Linked DNA regions of Mus musculus: region 2 is linked to region 1. The links are chromatin contacts, called in public promoter capture Hi-C maps. All regions are on one chromosome and are shown on one strand. Each heading gives the region's core, a stretch centred on a gene start, on an enhancer-like site or on the middle of the called end of the contact. The rest is flanking DNA. Distances are from core to core; before and after follow the strand shown. Region 1 holds the start of Rnf187 (ring finger protein 187). Region 2 holds the start of Rai1 (retinoic acid induced 1).

Evidence for each region. Promoter capture Hi-C pulls out the DNA fragments that hold promoters and counts their contacts.
Region 2: a promoter capture Hi-C map of pre-B cells shows a contact between it and region 1, with 2.7 times the contacts expected there. The contact joins the promoter of Rai1 here to the promoter of Rnf187 in region 1.

The regions. Positions count from the first base shown.
Region 1 is chr11:58,937,589-58,940,706 of GRCm38.p6, reverse strand. Rnf187 (ring finger protein 187) reads left to right here and starts at 1,801. Exons shown (of 4, transcript NM_022423.2): 1 at 1,801-2,312. The coding sequence starts at 1,923.
Region 2 is chr11:60,103,434-60,106,675 of GRCm38.p6, reverse strand. It overlaps Rai1 (retinoic acid induced 1), which reads right to left and starts at 1,663. Exons shown (of 6, transcript NM_009021.2): 1 at 1,282-1,663.

The DNA.
Region 1 (3,118 bases), core at 552-3,051:
CATGCTATGGTTTTTGTTGTTATCTTTGTTTGGTTTGGCTTTTCTTTTAAGCCAAGGTCTTGTCTTGTAGCTCAAACTGGCCTTGAACTCGATTTCCCTGCCTCCATCTCCCAATTGCTGGGATTAAAAGTACAGTCATTGCCTAGGATGCATAATGCCCTGGGTTTGAGCGCCAGACCTCAGTAACAATTTGAGAACCATGTTGGATCTGGCTATGGTCAGTTAGATGAGTGTGAAAGTGCCTAAGTACAACTGATTTTTTATTTAATTAATTTTAATTAATTTATACATAAATGCTATATCTGTTGAAGAGGTTGGCTCTAAACCCCCAAGGATACCACAATTTAAGGACACTCCAATCCCTCAGATAAAATGTTTCTCTTACACACATCACATCTCTCTCTCTCTCTCTTACACACACACACACACATACACAATTCTCTTTCACTCACAGACACAGACACACAGACACACACTTTTATTTATTTATTTATTTATTTATTTATTTATTTATTTATTTATTTTTGAGACAGGGTCTTACTATATAGCTTTGATTGGCCTGAAACTCACTGTGTAGACAAACTGGCCTGGAACTCACTGAGAACTGCCAGCTCTAATTCCTAAGTGCTGTGATTAAAAGCATGTATCATTATACCCAGCTAAAACATCATAATATTTACATGCATCTTTCTATGTAATATTTTTTTCCTAGATGACTTATGATACTTAACAGGATGTGAATACTGTGCAAATCTTCATTCTATTGTCTAGGAAATAATGACCAGAAAAGGGCTGTATAGCTTTAGTACAGATGTGGCTGCTGCCATAGTGTTTGGAGCATATAAATGGCAACATCACTGTCTTAGTTAGGGTTTCATTACTGTGAAGAGACACCATGACCAGTGTAACTCTTATAAAGAACATTTAACTGGGGCTGGCTTACATGTTTAGAGGTTCAGTCCATTATCAAGGCAGGAAGCATGACAGCATCCAGGCAGACAAGGCTCTGGAGAAGGAACTGAGAGTTCTACATCCTGATCCAAGGCAGTCAAAAGACTGTTTCCCGCAGCTAAGAGTGAGGTCTCAAAGCCCACGGCCACAGTGACACACTTCCTCTAACAAGACCACACCTCCTAATAGTGCCACTCCCTGGGCCAAGCATATTCAAACCACCACAGTCACATTTACAGTTATATCCGCAATCTCAGTCTGAAGAGTCACACATTGCAGATAGCTGACTACAGCTGTATTAACACAATATTCTTTAGAGTGCTTTCCTGCAAAACGTGCTGCTGTTCTGTGTGCACAGTGAGACTCCCTGACTTCATTTTATGTCGCTATCTTAATTTGGTCATACTCCTGGTTGACTACACAGGCATCTGCCTACCTAGCCAGTTTTATCCTGCTTCAGGGCTGAAGGTATAGCGATAAGTCACCCTGGAAAAGCCTTTCCTGACAGACCACCTCCCAAATTATCTGTGGGAGATGGGCAATTATTCATGATGTTGGGGCAGTACCCTGCAGGATGAGTAATCTTATAGGACACAGGGAGTATCTTTGTAAGGATCTGGGTTTGGAGCCCGCGACTGACACCATCAGGACAAAGGTCGTGAGCTGCTACGGGAACCAGTGTGGAAGAGAGCTCAGCTGCTCAATCATGGGCAGGGCGATGAGCGAATACCAGAACCTGAAATGAGAGCGCACAGCTGCAAGGACCTGGATGGAGGAATGCGCAGCTGCCAGGACCTGGACGTCAGAGCGCACGGCAGCCAGGACCCCGCCCCGCGCGCGCGCGTGCCCGGCGTTGGCGCAGTCTGGGTCTGAGTCGTAGGCTGAGGCTCGTCGGCCTTGATCTCCGGCCGGTCCTCGGCCCTTCTGCGCCCTCTCCGCCCGCGCCCTCGTCGGCGCCGCCGCCCGCAGCCCTGGCGCTCCCCGCGGGCCCAGCTGATGCCATCTGCGCCCTGTGTCAGCGCGCGCCCCGCGAACCGGTGCGCGCCGACTGCGGCCACCGTTTCTGCCGGGCGTGCGTGGTGCGCTTCTGGGCCGAGGAGGACGGGCCCTTCCCGTGCCCGGAGTGTGCCGATGACTGCTGGCAGCGCGCCGTAGAGCCCAGCCGCCCTCCGCTCAGCCGCCGCCTCCTGGCTCTCGAGGAGGCGGCCGCGGCGCCGGCGCGCGATGGCCCTGCCAGCGAGGCCGCGCTGCAGCTGCTCTGTCGCGCCGACGGGGATCCGCTGTGCTCCGCCTGCCGCATGGCCGCTGGCCCGGAGCCGCCGGAGTGGGAACCGCGCTGGAGGAAGGCCCTGCGCGGCAAGGTGCGCGAGGGGCCCCTGCACACTGTCCACCTTTGTGGCTTACCTGGAGTCAGGCATTCGATCAGTGTGCTGACCTCCTCTTCCCTCTCCCGCATCCCATGGGTGCCCAGCACCCTCCCTTCCCCGGGGACCCTGCCATGCTAGGGGCTCTTGGATCCTGGAGTCCGTGATTCTGCCTTCCTTCATCTCTATTATCTGTCTCCCGGACCCTGCTATGTCCCTCGAGCTATTATCTCTAGCGCATGCTCCTCCGTCCCCCTTTCATCCCAGGTCTCTGGCCTAGCTGTGCCTTATCTCTATACAACCTTAAGACTTCTATTTTTCTCGAATTCCCCTCAAGTCCCGATCCCATTCCTCAAGGCCTCTTGCTCCTATCCCGGTGTGATTTCATCGGTGCAAGCCCCGCCCATCCACTTGCTTATGGAGACCTGAGAGTGGTCTTTGGTCTACCAGTTACCATTTGCAGCCCTCTGAGGGGCTGTCGGTCCACCTCATTCAGGAACCTTCTCTGCTATACTCTCTTGGTCATTGCACGTAGCACCTGCCACCGGGCAGAAACCGACTATTAGACTCTGTGTGAAGATGGGTTGCAGGGATCTAGATAGAGTATCATCCCTGACCCAGAGAGAGATGTCTGAATAGCCAGGTAGGAAAGCCGTGGTCTCCGCCCGACAGGAGAGAAAATCGTAGCTTAGCGTGTTTGAGGGTGCTGTTATCCTTATGTTCTGCAATGATGCACCATGAGCCTCTGGAATAAGTTGTGAAGAACACTTTTGAGGTGGAGGCCTGTGGTTACATCCAGGTCC
Region 2 (3,242 bases), core at 414-2,913, 1.2 Mb before region 1:
CTTGCCTGGCCCCACTCTCCACCCGCCTCCCCTCCCAGGGCAGCAGACAACTAAAAAAAGATAAAATAAAAAGAAGTAATTCCCCTGCTCTGACGTCAGCTCGAGGTCTTAACAGCCCAGCAGCCGCATGAAACTAGATTGCAACCAGATGTAATGCCCTTGAATTCTCAACACAGCACTGCCGTTGGAAAAGGGGGTGGGAGGGGGCGCGGGGCCCCGCTCGAACCGCGACACAAGCGCTGCGGGAGTGCGTGCGGTGGGGCTGGGACGCGCCGGCCTGGGCTCGCCGTGCAGGCACGCAGCCTCACGTCCCCAGTCCTTCGGAGCGTAAGACGCTCGGGTTTAATCCATTCAGAGTCCTCAGGTCCTGGGTTCCCGGGACGCAGGCACAGCTCCTGGCTGCACTCCCGCCCTGCTGTGTGAATGAGCGACCGGGAGCCCCAAGAGGAGCTAGCTAGCTGGTCGCTGGGAAAAACGGGCGCCCCGGGAAACTGGGGCCGCCGCGACCTGGAGCCTGCCTTGTGTTTCGCTTCCCCTCTGCTCCTCCTTGAAGGCCTCCAGTTGTGACCAGAGCTCCAAATGTCACCTCCCAGCCCTGCCAAGCCCTCGCCCCTGCCGCGCTCGGCCCAGTATCCCCCCCCCACAGGTCTTCTTGCCTCCAAAAGGCGTGGGACTCGGCCTCGAAAGGGCCCACGGGCCTGGCCGCCGCGCCGCTTTCGGAAGGGCACCAAGCTCGCGTGTCCCGGGCTCCAGCCGGTGGCGTCACCCCAAAAGGCCCGTGCGCCCAGGGCCTGGCCACGAAGGGACTCCTGGGTCGCGGGGACCGTTTCCTGGTCAGTGCGGGGCCTGCGCACAGGCCCAGGCGGGGACACGCGGCGACCGCCGCGTCCTGTGTCACCACGAGCGGCCCTCGCAGTCCGGACACCCGGGAGCAGGCTACACCCCGAGCCTCCGGCTCCCCGTCCCCACCCAGAACGCACTCACAAAGCTCCCTCGGGCCCTCGCTGCACCGCCCCACGTCCCCGCCCCACACTCGGTGACACTGGGCCTCAGGTCCCAGCACCGGCGCCCGGCGGGCCACCGACTCTCCAGAATCCCCTCATGCAGCTCCTACACGGCCACCAGCGGCCTCACGCCGGCGCCACACAAAGCCAGGCCGCGCGACCCCGCGTCCGCGCCCCACGCGCGCTCGGCCCCCGCCCGGACCCCTGCCCGCTGGGTCCCCACGCCTCGCGCCGCCCCCGCCCAGGTCCTTGTCCCCGCGCCGGGCTCCCCGCTCACCTCGGAGCCCGCGGTCACTCCGGGGCCCGGCGTCCGGCGCTGCGACTTCGCGGCCCGGAGGCCCGCGCGCCCATGGGTGTCCGGCACGACGGCCGCCCGGGCGGGAAAGAGGGTGGGCCGCGGGGCCCCTTCCTCGGACCTCGACAAGGCAGCCAGCTACCCTGGCCACCGCCGCCACCACCGCCACCACCGCCTGGCTCTGCAAGCGGCCTGTCCGAGCCCAGGCGCGAGCGGGGGTGGCACCGGGGCGCCGGGAGCCGGCGGCGCGCGTAGCGGGCCCTGACCGCGCACCCTGCCGGGCCTGCCTGATGCCCGCGGGAGCCCGAGAGAAATGCGATCCCCTCCACACAGGAAGAGCGGCGGGCGGGCGGGCGACGTGCGGGGGGAGCAGGAGAGCGAGAGCGCGAGGAAAAAAGTTCCCGGGCGGCCAGGCAGCTCTCGCTCGTGGCCTCGGGTGCCAGGTGGGCCGTTCGCGCCCCGACAGCGCCCCCTGGCGCCCGCGCGCCCCACTGCACGCCCCATGTCTGTCTGGGGGCAGGGGCTTGGCAGAGGGCCTGAAGGTGCAGCCCGGCGAGAAAGGCCTGGGGACAGCCACAGGACATGGTCTGCTCATCACTCGCTGAGGATTTTGGACTTAGACTTGGGCCAGGCCTCTCCCCGTCCCCCGCTCATTCCACCACCATGTGGCCCTCACCTGTGACTGTTTCTTTGGTTGGAGAATCCGTTTCAAATTTCCTCAAGTTAGATGTAAAAAATGTAGTCACGGCACATGTGGCACCTTGTTGGGTACCGAAGCAGTGCGGTTCCTGCCTGTCAAGGAGCTGGCATTGTGTAGGGGAGACTCAGACAGCCAACAATGATCAGGTCCATAACGAAGATAATTTTAGAGCGAAATAAGTGCTAGGAAGAAAATCAGCAGGTGCAGTGATGGATTTAGCTGCGAGTGAGAGAAGGCCTGTCTGAACAAATCGCTGAAGAGCAGGAAGGAGCCTGCACCAGCAGCGCATGGAAGAGCATTCTTTGAGAGGAAAAGACAAGTGTGGGTGCCCCGAGGCAGGAGTGCTCTTGATGAATAAGCACAAGTGTAAGGAGGCCATACATACCCAATGGGATAAGAAGTGGGCATGTTAGCCAGGCAGTGGTGGCACACGCCTTTAATCCCAGCACTTGGGAGGCAGAGGCAGGCGGATGTCTGAGTTCCAGGCCAGCCTGGTCTACAGAGTGAGTTCCAGGACAGCCAGGGCTACACTGAGAAACCCTGTCTCGGAAAACCAAAAAAAAAAAAAAAAAGCATGCTGAATTTTAATCCAAGGTCAGGGCCTGTAGGACTACAAAGAGCCTAAAGGCAGCCTCCTTAGTGCTGTGGGAAGTAAGCCACCAACAGATTTTAAGTAAAAGAATTTTGAATGGATTTGTAAATGAACCGATTAACTTATAGACAGCCCCATGAGCCGTGGCTACCCCAAGGCTTCTGCTCCCCTCCTCAGGGTGGCATGAGTTACCTGCTTCGTCGAAGTCTGAGCCATTCATCAGGTCAAAGCACCCAAGTCCCCAGGTGACTTGACACAAGTGAGTCAGTCACCCTTTCAGTCCTGTTTCTTCATCAGGAGTGTGAGCGTTGTGCTAAGTTCAGCACCTTTGTCTTCTTGTAACAGACACTTCACCCCTTCTGCCTCATCCTATACATCCTGACTGCTTCTCTCCTAGCCCACCACATCTATGAAGGTCCTTCACTTATACTGACAAAGCCGAGACCCACCCTAGGTCCTCCTTACTGCCTGGCGGGAAACACAAATTATAAGCGGAGAGGAGGGCAAGTGGGCACTGTGTTGTTTCAGGCCTGCTTTCAACTGTGACTCCAGACCTGGTTTCTGAGCATGGCATCTTTATTCCCATAAGCCAAGCACAGTGAATGGTCTTTCCAGACACACTAGGCATATCACACACACTCTCTCTCCTCC